Linked DNA regions of Mus musculus: region 1 is linked to region 2. The links are chromatin contacts, called in public Hi-C maps. All regions are on one chromosome and are shown on one strand. The core of a region is the stretch at or near the end of the contact, and the rest is flanking DNA. Distances in the headings are between cores, read along the strand shown. Region 1 has its middle 12 kb from the start of Sstr2. Region 2 overlaps 2610035D17Rik (RIKEN cDNA 2610035D17 gene).

What was found. A called contact is a pair of places that touch in the nucleus more often than the background predicts.
Region 1: a Hi-C map of the AML12 cell line shows a contact between it and region 2, with 5 times the contacts expected there. The contact joins two enhancer-like sites. A contact is called at or near these places in 1 of 484 Hi-C or Micro-C datasets (the AML12 cell line) and 2 of 115 datasets of contacts at active chromatin or transcription factors (embryonic stem cells and pancreatic cancer cells).

What each region holds. Positions count from the first base shown.
Region 1 is chr11:113,627,825-113,634,129 of GRCm38.p6, reverse strand. It overlaps a transcript of Slc39a11 not described here. Among named protein-coding and RNA genes, the nearest start is that of Sstr2, 12 kb to the right of the region's middle. Within about 2 kb of position 2,624, at least 20 of the 459 cell types and tissues checked have an H3K27ac peak or open chromatin away from gene starts, as enhancers often do. A contact at or near this core is called in the AML12 cell line and pancreatic cancer cells, where this site is marked.
Region 2 is chr11:113,098,809-113,104,421 of GRCm38.p6, reverse strand. All of the region lies in intron 1 of 2610035D17Rik (RIKEN cDNA 2610035D17 gene), which reads left to right. Among named protein-coding and RNA genes, the nearest start is that of Gm39467, 33 kb to the left of the region's middle. Within about 2 kb of position 2,716, at least 105 of the 459 cell types and tissues checked have an H3K27ac peak or open chromatin away from gene starts, as enhancers often do. A contact at or near this core is called in the AML12 cell line and pancreatic cancer cells, where this site is marked.

The DNA of each region.
Region 1 (6,305 bases), core at 1,375-3,874, 530 kb before region 2:
TGACGCCCTCTTCTGGTGTGTCTGAAGACAACTACAGTGTACTTACATATAATAAATAAATAAATCTTTAAAAATATACTTTGATTTTAATTTTAAAAACCTCTTAAGATTTATTTATTTTATGTACACCAGAAGAGGGCAAAGGATTCCATTACAGGTGGTTGTGAGCCACCAAGTGGTTGCTGGGAATTGAACTTAGGACCTCTGCTCTCTCTGGTCGCCGGCTTGCTCCAGCGTCAGATCCCATTACAGATGGTTGTGAGCCACCATGTGGTTGCTGAGATTTGAACTCAGGACTTTCAGAAGAGCCGTCGGTGCTCTTATCCGCTGAGCCATCTCACCAGCCCAAAGTAGGTGTTTTTGAGGCCTCTCTCCTTTCATGGCTTCTGTGAGCCAAGGCTCCTTGCCGTTCTTTTCTAGCAGGCTCACATGGCCATGTGGGTGCAGCTCAGCTAACTGATTGACCTCAAACTTGAACACTGGAGGCCAGACTTCATTTCATCATAGACAGGAGTTACATCATCTTCCCCCCCAACCCCCCATGTGATACTAATAAGTACTCGGAAAGCCCATGGTGTGAGCCCATAGAGGTGGACCAGGCGAGGGAGGCCAGAGTCTCTTGCTGTGGTGGTTTGAATGAGAATTGCACACCCGTGAGGACACGTGTGTACACACACACACACACACACACACACACACACACAAACAGAGGCTCATATGTGTGAATACTTGGTCCCCAGTTGGTGGAACTGTTTGGAGGGATTAGGCAGTGTGGTCTCATTGGAAGAGGCGAGTCACTGGAGATGAGCTTCGAGGTTCCAAAAGCCCAACCCCAACCCCATGCATTCTCTGCGCCCTGCTCGTGGCTTGAGCTCTCAGCTGTTCCTGCCTCCATGCCTTTACCCTGCCATCATGGATTCAAACCCTCTGGAGCTCTAAACCCGACTAAGCACTTTCTTCTATAAGCTGTCTTATAGAAGAAACTGTATACCTTTGGGGAAAATATCAGCTTCCTTGGCAATGAACTTAACTCTGGGGACAGGGTATCCTAGCCTATAAGGCACAGGGGTCACTGACCATGTTTGGCATGGCTAGTGCCCTGCTGTCCATGGTGCGATTGATGGCCAGTTACCTCAGCCAGTTAATGGTGGATTTTGCTTCTGCGGCACTAGTTACTGCCCTCAGGGGCCCCTGCCCCAGCCCTTTACAGCATCTTCTTTGTGAGGAGCTGCATGTAAGAATGACAAGGTCTTTGATACTAATAAGTACTTGCCCCTGGGCTGAGCTCTCTGTTGACCTCCATGTTACTTTCTTCTTCAGTGGCTTCTACTGCCAAGGGACCTTCTCCATTGCTTAGGCAACTGGGGTCTCTGCCACAGTATAGCAGATGGACCAGGCCGTGGCACGGCACTTCTGATTCCTTCATGAGTAACCCCTGTATCGTATCACCTCCTCTCCCCTTGCTTTCTCTGTCTCTGTCTCTGTCTCTGTCTGTCTCTCTCTTCTTTCTTATCTTTTTATGTTAGTTTGATGTGTCACTTGCACATATGTCTGCATACCACACGCATGTCTATGGCTCACAGAGACCAGAAGAGGGCATCAGATTCTCTGGATCTGAAGTCAAAGATTGTTTGAGCCACAGTGCTGGGAAGCCAGGTCTTCCGGAAGAGCAGCAAGTACTCTTGACCTCTGAACCATCTCTCCAGCCCCTCGTATCACATCTCCTAACAGGCCTTGTGAAAAGGCCAGACAGTTGTATCTGTAAACCAGGACGTTCCTTTTCTGCTTCCGGTTCTGGTGGCAGGAGCAGTCGAAGTGAGCAGTTCTCCCTCCTGGAGACCAGTATCCCAGCAAAGAAGTCCGGTCCCTCCCCTCCCCACCTGTGTCAGGGAGGGGGTGGTTTCAAAGTGAAGCCTGCCCCCCACCCATGTGTCAGCTCGGTATCTGCACTGGAAGCTGACCCTGTGCCTTCAGCTCCCTCCTGCTTCCGGGCTCTGTCCTACGGGAGGCAGGTGCTCCCTGAACCAGACTGGGATCCAACCCTCACATTTCATTTAAATGACAGTATACTCTTAGGAGAATCAATACTGCTTTCCAGTGGGTTTGGCTAGGGCTTGGTTAATATTTAGCCCTGTTTTCAGGCGTAGTCCAGATGCGAACAGCCCGAGACGTCTCTAGGAGAACAAGTGGCTCACCCACTGGTGTTCAACCCCTCTGAGTGCAGGAAGGGGTGGGTAGTATTGGCATGGCTATGGGGGGCCGTCTTTGTCTTTGAGACAGTATTCTCAGCCCAGTGGTTGCCGAATCCAATTGGTAATGGCAGCTACAGAAGACTGCCATCCTCGTCCCTACATGAGCTTCTAGGAAAAAAAAAAAAACAAGAAATGAAGAGACTCTGCCAATGGGATTGTCCCCAGGAATTTGTGCACAGAGGGAAAAGAAACTCTAAAAGAAAGATTTGCGTTGATAGAACATTTGCCGGGGAATTAATTATTTTGAAGCTGGCAAAAAATGTGGTTGAGTCAAGTGACCGATTCCAAGTCATTACGTACAAGCTCAAGAGCTGTGCCTGTCGGCACTTACCCTGAGAGGCTGCACACACACACACACACACACACACACACACACACACACACACACACACACCAGAAGCGGAAATCAGATTTTTCAGCCACACCCTGCAACTGCCTGGATCCACAGGCTTTACTTCTACAGCAAGGCAGAAAAGCTCGACTCTCACCCATTGTGACTTCCCTTGGTTGGACAGTCACCCTTGGAGCTGGTTGTGGAGGGGGCATAGACCTCAGCCGCCATTGCCTATCCACCTACCCCAGTGTTCATGCTGCACACCTCACATTTGGGAAGCTGGAGCCAACAGTGTCTGCAGGCAGCGCTTGTGCTCTGCCACACAGAGGAGGTCAGATGTGTGTAAGTAAACAGGCTCTACTGGTCCACGGAGTCCCCTCTGCCTTCGGGTCTACGGAGTCCCCCTGCCTGCTGCGGGGTCCACGGAGTCCCTTCTTCCTACCATTTCACCTCCACTGTCCTCGTCACATCTGGTGCATGTTCTAAACTAAGACACGAACCCTGTACAGAATTCATCTCCATGCCCAAGGTTATTCAGCTCCAATCCTTCTATTGGGAGGCGAGTAGTAGTCTGTAAAACGCACCATCAGGGATCACAAAGTCAATCCGAGGCATTTTTTAAAAAAAGATTTATTTTACTTTTAATTATGTTCATTTGTGTGCGTCTGAGTGCAGGTGTTCACAGAAGCCAGGAGAGGGCATCAGATCCATAGAGTTGGAGTCCCAGGTTCTGATGAGCAGCCCGACGTGGGTCCTTAGAACCAAACCAAACTCTGCAAGAGTAGCAAGTGCTCTTAACTGCTGAGCTAGTCTTCCAGCCCTGATGTATTATTTTTTATTGTATCCACTTCCCCTTTATCCATCGGATCTGTCTTCATAATGTTGGATTGGAGCTAAGAGTAACTTTTTGAACTAAAACTGTGTTAACATTTACATTAAAAGATTTCTTCTTCTTCTTCTTCTTCTTCTTCTTCTTCTTCTTCTTCTTCTTCTTCTTCTTCTTCTTCTTCTTCTTCTTCTTCTTCTTCTTCTTCTTCTCCTTCTCCTTCTCCTTCTCCTCCTCCTCCTCCTCCTCCTCCTCCTCCTCCTCCTCCTCCTCCTCCTCCTCCTCCTCCTTCTTGATAAAAGAAATCCAGAAAACAAGTCATCTTCAGAATAGATGCTTCAGAGGCTGGAGAGATGGCTCAGTGGTTAATATCACTGGCTGTTCTTATAGAGGACCCTAGTATTCACAAGGTTACAACTATCTGTAACTCCTACACCAGGACATCCAATGCCCTTTTCTGGCTCCCACAGGCACCAGGCATGCACATGGTACACAGCCATGCATGCCAGCAAAACATTCATATGTATAAAATAAAGTAACATATTTTTTAAAATTTAATTAAATTATAAATATAGGTAGACTAGCAGGTAAAACATAAATTTTCATATCACGAAATCTGATGGCTTATCTGGATGATTTATTAATCTTGTGTGTTTGTGTATGGGTTGTGTGTGTTCATGTATATGCATACTATGTGTTGGCAGGGTATGTGTGTGTGTGGGGGGGTGTGGTGTGGTGTGGTGTGGTGTGGTGTGGTGTGTCAGCCTTGAGTGTTGAACACTAGGCACATCTATTCTTTGTTTGAGACAGGGTCTTATTGGCCTGGATCTTCACCATGTAGGACAGGCTAGTTGTCCAATGAGCTTCCAAGGGTCCATGGCTCTCTACCTCCCAGCTCGCCGTTGCTAGAATCACAAGCCCATGACTTGCACTTGACTTTTTTGTGTGGATTCAGGCGATTGAACATAGGTTTTCAAACTTGTGAGATCACCTCCGAGCCCTGTATCACTGATATTAAAGTCCTCTTTTTTTCTGCCTTCAAATGACCATCCTGTTGCTGAGTAACCCCAGACACAGCTTAGACATTCCATCTTGGGGTTATGGGTGGCTTCTTAGGATCAAAGCCTTGTTGGAGGCAATTTCTCAAGCTATGGGGACAGGAGCACTATAGCCTTACTCGGACCTGTCTTCCCGAAATGATTGCTACCATTCTGAGTTTCTTAGAGCCATTTCCTATGTGAGGGGGGGGAAAAGGCATTTTTTTCAAAGACGAATATTTCCAACTGTGGCAATGGTGAAGGTGAATCTGTAGCTCTTCCTTCCAATCCCCCCCCCCCATCTGTATCAAAAAGAACAGGAAGTAGTGGCTCTCTATTTGTTATGGCTGCCAAGAAGCCAGCCCGAGGCTGAACTGGTAACTAACTTTGCCTTTGGTAACAGTCTGGGATTTTTCTGAATGCACTTGTCATTGTCGTCGTTGTCTTCTTCTTCTTCTTCTTCTTCTTCTTCTTCTTCTTCTTCTTCTTCTTCTTCTTCTTCTCCTTCTCCTTCTCCTTCTCCTTCTCCTTCTCCTTCTCCTTCTCCTTCTCCTTCTCCTTCTCCTTCTCCTTCTCCTTCTCCTTCTCCTTCTCCTTCTCCTTCTCCTTCTCCTTCTCCTTCTCCTCCTCCTCCTCCTCCTCCTCCTCCTCCTCTTCCTCCTCCTCTTCCTCCTCCTCCCTCTTCTTTTTGCAACAACTGTTCCTGTAGTCTTGGTTTATGGTTGCACTTTTCCTTTTGGGTGATTTATTTGCCTATCATAAATCCCACCGAACGTATCTTTCTAAGCAATAGCAAGTAGTTTTGGGAGCCAGGTGGTATTGACATAGTCGGAGATTAACACAGCCCAGTAAGGTAAGCTAGCCATGGGTAGGGCAGTCAGCCATTCTGACCACTCAACAACCCTTGCTTATGGAGCCAGAAGAAGAAAGGGCATTTTAAAGTACAGTTGAAGTCTACATGCGGGATGCTAAGTGTCATGCTTACTGTGAACCTGGAGTGGGTAGCACCATCCACATACCTGCCCTTGAATTTCTTCATATCCTACAGCTGTGGTCAACCAAGGGGCTGAGGGCTGAATTGTTTCTTGTCTCTTGTACACAAATAGGGAGATATCACCCGTGGTGTGAGGAACCGCTTAATTAGCATATCTAATGAATAATGAACAGCCTATTTAGCATATCCAAGCATTACATTACCTGTATGACACCTCATGCATGTACAGCTGAGGAAGGTGGTGACACAGCGGTCCCAGCCTGGGAAGGGTGGGGCTCCCAACCTTCACACACACACACACACACACACACACACACCCGCACACACCTGTATACTCCTTTAGCTGGCCTTTTTTTTTTTTTTTTTTTTTTTTTTTTGTTTCTCTGTATAGCCCTGGCTGTCCTGGTGTCCCGGAACTCAATTTGTAGACCAGGCTGGCCTCAAACTCCGCCTGCCTCTGCCTCCCGAGTGCTGGGATCAAAGGCGTGCACCACCACGCCCAGCTCTTAGCTGGCCTTAATTGTTTCATAAGCACTGTTCCTGAGTCTTCATTTCTGTGAATTTCATAATGCACACCTTTGTATAAAATTCTTTAGAGATCATATTTTTTCCCCCACTTGCTCCAGCCCCCCTTGCTCCAGCCTAGTTATTTATTATACGGAAGTTCACTGTAGCTATCTTCAGATACCCCAGAAGAGGGCGCCAGATCTCATTACAGTTGTGAGCCACCATGTAGCTGCTAGGATTTGAACTCATGACCTCTGGGAGATCAGTCAGTGCTCTTAACCGCTGAGCCATCTCTCCAGCCCTAGAGATCATATTTGAGAGCTGGGGAGATGACTTTACAGGTAAAGGCGTTTGC
Region 2 (5,613 bases), core at 1,467-3,966:
TTCTTGATCAGTGGTTGTCAAACAGGCTTCAGGGCCAGAACCAACCTGCAACCTGTTTGGCTGAACTGACAATTAGTTTCACCTTCTAAATTAAAAGGGGGAAAAAATCCCCCTCCCTTCAAGAAGCGAGAGAAAGGACATCAGGTGTCCTGTTCCATTACTCTCTGCCTTATTTCTTGAGACAGGGGTTCTCAATGAATCTATAGCCAGACTGGCAGCCAGCAACCCCCAGGGATCCTCCACGGCCAGCCCTGAGGTTAAAGGCGCATGCGCAGCCATGTCCACCTAGCTTTTTATGTGAGCGCTGCGATTCAACCAGAGGTCTTCATGCTTGTGTACCAAGTGCTCTTTGCCCACTGAGTGGTCTCCCTGCCCCCTCTGTTATTTTTCTTTTGATAGAATCTTGGACAGAGCATTCAACTGGAGAGCTCTTACAATGATGCTAATGCGTTTTCTTAGAAATCCCATATTTTACTCCTGGCATCATATAGGTTCCTGGAGCAGGGATCCCACTGGGATGTTTGAACAGTAGTGGGTGGGGGAGGTACAGTCTTTGATCCCCACCCCTCCCCCTCCCTACCAGAGGGATACCTGTATAGACACAGCCATGCATGGGAAGTAGGAGTTTGGCCTTGTGGTTGCACGTGTTGGCTGGTACTCTGCCTCGTTGTGTTTTGTCATAGAGAGGAGGTAAGGTAGCCAAGACCCTCCCGGAGCAGCAGCGCTGAGGGCTGGGGTGTAGGAGTAAGCACAGGTGTCATTCTGATTTAAAGGAGGCCACCCGAGCGAGTGAGCGGTGATTCATGGGTTTCAACAGAGGGAACATTTTTCTTGCCTCAGTCACCCCCACCTCGATCTGTTCTCCCAGTTTTTTTGGGGGTGGGGAGTGTGACAGAAGAGAGGGGCAGGGATGGAGACAAGGTGGCCCCAAGTGTCCACTCCTGCCCACCAAATGCTCTGCTTAGAGCAATGACTGGGAAGGTCTACAGCACACAGCAGCCTTGGATGTGAGCTCCACAGAGAGGCTGAGGACTGTACAGGGTTGGGAGCAGCACTTATGAATCACCCCTGGAGCAGTTGCTCTCTGCCCCAGGGGACCCACTCACACATTCCCAAGGGAGCCAATGCCCAGGAGACATGACGTCATTGTCACCGGGCAAGGAGTTTCATCCACGTGTGGCCTCAGAGCTCGTTCCCAGGGGTTACACCCAAGCTTCTCAGGATGAGACAGGCAAATCAAAGGTGATGGATTTTCTCCTTATGTGGTGTATGTGTGTGTGTGTGTGGTATGCATATATAAATGTATATGTCCTGAGCACATGAAAGGTCATGTGTGCACACAAGGGTTTGTCTATGTTGTGTGCATATGTGCATGCGTGTGTGCATCTGTCTGTCTAGCTCCTGCCTCTGGTTCCACCCAGGACAGCAAGAATTCTCATGAGCTCAACCATGGGAAGAAGGGAACATTGTGATGAATAGGCTGCCAATCCATACATTTTTTCTCAATGATCTTCCTTCCAGTCATGGCTCAGACACGCAATTTTCATGAGACGTTCTGTGTGTGGCTACAGTTCCTGTTCATCTGGCATGTGCCCACGTGTCACATGGTCAGGTGGGCTGGCCATCTATAGTTGACTTCAGAGGGGTAAGGCCAGCCCGATGCAGCCTGCTGAGTCTCTCCCAGGCATCAGTCTCAGGGCTCTGAGAACTTTTGCCTGTTTCACTGGCTCCTTAGGCTCCCTTGCTTCATGAGTAACACACAAGGCAAGGGAGAGAGCTCTTCAGCAGTATGAGCGTGCAGAGCCAACCCGACCACTGCACACAGCTTTCTTTCTCCCCATTAACCATCCCAAAGTCATTAAGCCTTTCTTCTGTGCATACAAGACTTTTAATTTTTTTTTTGCTTGCTAGTGTTGGACATGCTTGACAGCCACTGTACCCATGAACTATAACCTGACCCTTTGTTTCTTTGAGATGGGGAGGGGAGGGTTCTCATCATGTACGTCGGGCTAGCTTTACACTTGCCGTATAGCCTATAGTAGTCTCAAACTTCAGCTCCTCCTGCCCCAGCCTCCCAAAGTTCCGGTACGCCAGATGTGTGCTCACACACACCTGGCTCTCTTTGAAAATGGTATGTTTTTCCCCACCTGCAATGCTCTCAATAAGAGACAACTTTCTGGCTGTCCCCAATTTCCTGGTTTAGTCAGGACCCACAAACATCTAAAATATTTCATCTCCATAGATAACCAAGGCAAAAATAAGACAAATACAGAGTCCACACCAGGAACAATTAGGTGAAAAGACGGGGCAGGGATAAGGGTGGCCAATGTGGTATGTGGATTGGGGACATGGCTTGGCTGGGGAGATCACATTGGCTGTCGCTGCATACATTGAGCACGATGCTTATTTAAGGAAAACAAACCTTCCTGAAAATGACAAACCACCATTAGAGTTCCTGTTTGTCCACTGTCATCTCGGGAAGTCCATCTGTCTGTAGTGTGGGTCTGTGTGGATAGTTCCCCAGGGCACTGTGAGGTTCCTCCTAGAAGAGATGAAGTCGTCATTTCCTCTTGCTCTATAAGAGGGCTCCTAGCGTCAGGACTGTGTCCGTTCCTCTTGAACAGCCCAAATGCTTGTGGACATAGTGCTTAAGCTAACATCCAGGAACCGGGCTTGGTTGGCGTTGCTCCACCCACCTCTCCATAGAGGTCCTGATAGGAAGGCCGGCCGGCCACGTTGTGGGCATAGCAAACAGAAGGCCAGCGCTGCCCTGGTAGGAGGTGCATGTGCCCTGCGGCTCCTTGGGTCACAGGGGAGCGACCTGAATCACATTCAAAAACCACTTTTCCTTTTTCTTAATCACAGACTCTGCTTTCTGTTTCCTTCCTGCCACGCTCTTTTCGAAAAGGAAAACACACGTCAAGCCAATTTCCCAAGGCTGGGCAATATACAGAACCTCTGGGGACATGTCTCTGGCCGAGCTTCCCCTGTGGATGGTGGTCACAGCTCTAGTGTCCTTGAGTGGGCTTTTATTTCTTTTTTGACTTATGATAGACAGAAAACATTGTCCTTTCAGCCTTTCAGGGGCTGGAACTTGCTGCCAGGCTTTGGTTTAAGGGATTAATGGTTGACTGCAGGTGGGTTTCTTTTTCCCTCCTGCCTCTGACACTAGGACATCTCCTTGGTGACAATCCTTCCTGAAACAAAACTAATGGGCAAAACCGGTTGGACAGAAAGTGTCCCGGGACCCAGAGGCTACGTGAATCCCTGTAGGTCAGGTCGAAAGGAGACAGTGGCAGAATAGCCCGTGGCCGGGCAAGCCTGGTGAGACTGTCCACTTGTCTTGCACTTCAGGGAAAAGCTCCATTCGAGTCCTTTGTGGATTCTGTGAGAAAATATCCTCTCTGTAGCCGTCAGGTCAGCCCTGTCTGGAAGGCAGCTGTTTTGTGACTCACAAGGAAGAGAGGGAGGCTGGGGATTGTAATCTGCTCTGTAAAATCTTGTGAGCTGGGCAGGGTTGAGGTTTTATTTTCTCTTCTCCAAAGCCCTGAGGGTCAGAACGGTGTATTTCACCATGTCATCATGGAGAAACAAGTTTTGTCATTCAGAGAGGAAGAACCTGCAGTAGTTTGAGGAAGAAACATGGACTCTCCCTCCCCTACCTACCACCCCCCATTAAAAAAAAATCAGTCTCCAAAAAAAGGAGGTGGGGACTCACTTTTGGTAAAAGATTGGCTGGGCTGCCAGGAAAATATAGGGTTTTTTTTTTTTTTGTCTTGTTTTGGAGTTTTCTAAAGGATTGGCAGGTTCTGAGAGAGGGTGTTATCAGTTTGTGGAATGGCTTCCTGGTTGCAGAAAGCAATGTCCTGGGCTTTGGGGATGGGGACAGGGAACCCTGAGCTTTCATTCAGTGTGTCACACTGCTGTCATGTTTCCTCAGTGATCTGGAAAAAAAGAGCAAAGGTCAAACACCTGAAGTCTCTCGTGGGTCTGCAGACAGCCTCTGTGGGGGCCAGAGGTGCGCGGCTGCCTGGCTGGCCTTTGAGAGTGTGCTCTAACCTGAATGTAGGAGGGTTATGCATTGATATGTGTGTGTGCGTGTGTGTGTGTGTCGTGTGCATGTGTGTGTTTGTATGTGTGTCTGTCTGTGTATGTTGTGTGTGTGTGTGTGAAAGAGACAGAGACAGACAGACACACAGAGACAGACAGACAGCAAATGGGTAAGACATATACTCACCCAACAGGTATTTAGCCAATGCTTACTAAGTACAGTACAGTTACAGAAAACAAAGGAGAAAAAGTCTTCATCTCCATCTCTAGAGAGGATAGACATACTCTAAACAGACAGACAGACCCAGACCCAGAAGTGATAATGCTGTGGAAAACAAACAAACAAACAAACAAAAAATAAATAAACAAGAGCCAGGAAGGAGAGATGGCTCAGTGGTTAGGAGCATTGGCTGCTCTTCCAGAGGACCCAGGTTGAGTTACCAGGGCCAACATAAAGGCTCACAAATACCCATAAATCCAGTGCCAACCCCCTCTTCTGGCTTCTGTGGGCATCGAGCACACATGGTACACAGATATATATGAGGGCAAAACACCCACACCCATGCACATAAAATAAATAAACCTTTTCTTTTCTTTTCTTTTCTCTTCTCTTCTCTTCTCTTCTCTTCTCTTCTCTTCTCTTCTCTTCTCTTCTCTTCTCTTCTTTTCTTCCTTTCCTTTCCTTTCCTTCCCTTCCCGTTCCCGTTCCCCGTTCCCCGTTCCCCGTTCCCCGTTCCCCGTTCCCCGTTCCCTTTCCCTCCCTCCCTTCCTTCCTTTCTTTCTTTTTCTTGTTAAAGAGCAAGGGATCAATCCTTTCCAATGAAAAGAGCAGAGGGGTGGAGAGCAACGGAGAGATCCTTGGGTTGCAGGTGGTAGCATCTGGACAAAGTGCAGGCAGTGACCCGGGCGAGAGAACATTCTAGGCCAGTAGACAGGAGACGGTGGCTTTCGGGCCATATTCTGCCAGCTGATGTTTTCACAGAGAGATTTTCTTGCAGCCTGAAGCTATGGCAGAGCTGAAGGGTCGTCATGCCTTTCTTAGGTGTGACTCTGAGAATATAGGACTCTTCACCAGGCAAGTGAGCAGCAGAAAACTGTCCCCTGGTGATGCCGGTAGGACAAAACACGCCTTACCCTGTCATGGCCTGGGTAGGTGCTCACAAGGGACACACATGCCAAAAGCGGCTCTGTAGAGGACCTGTCTTACGCCTGGCTTGTTCTGTCACAGGGTTTTGTCTCTATATGGTCAAAAGGGTCCACCTTCCCACAGGCCTTGTTGTTATGGAGACAGGACAGAGGGAGGGTCTGTCTGGCTTCACCGAGTTGTCTGTCACCCAACGTTTTAGAAATTTTATACTTTCTCAAGGTTCCCTGTCTAGACTGGAAACTTCCTGAAAATAAAGGTATGGTTGTTATTTATCCTGTGTTCTGGGGTCCAGCCACACGCTGGCTTCTGTAATGACCCTGCAGACACTCTTTAATAAAGAAATGCCCATCAGTGTGTTCACACATGGCAGGTTGTCCTCAGTGTGTTCACGCATGGCAGGTTGTCAACAGTGTGTT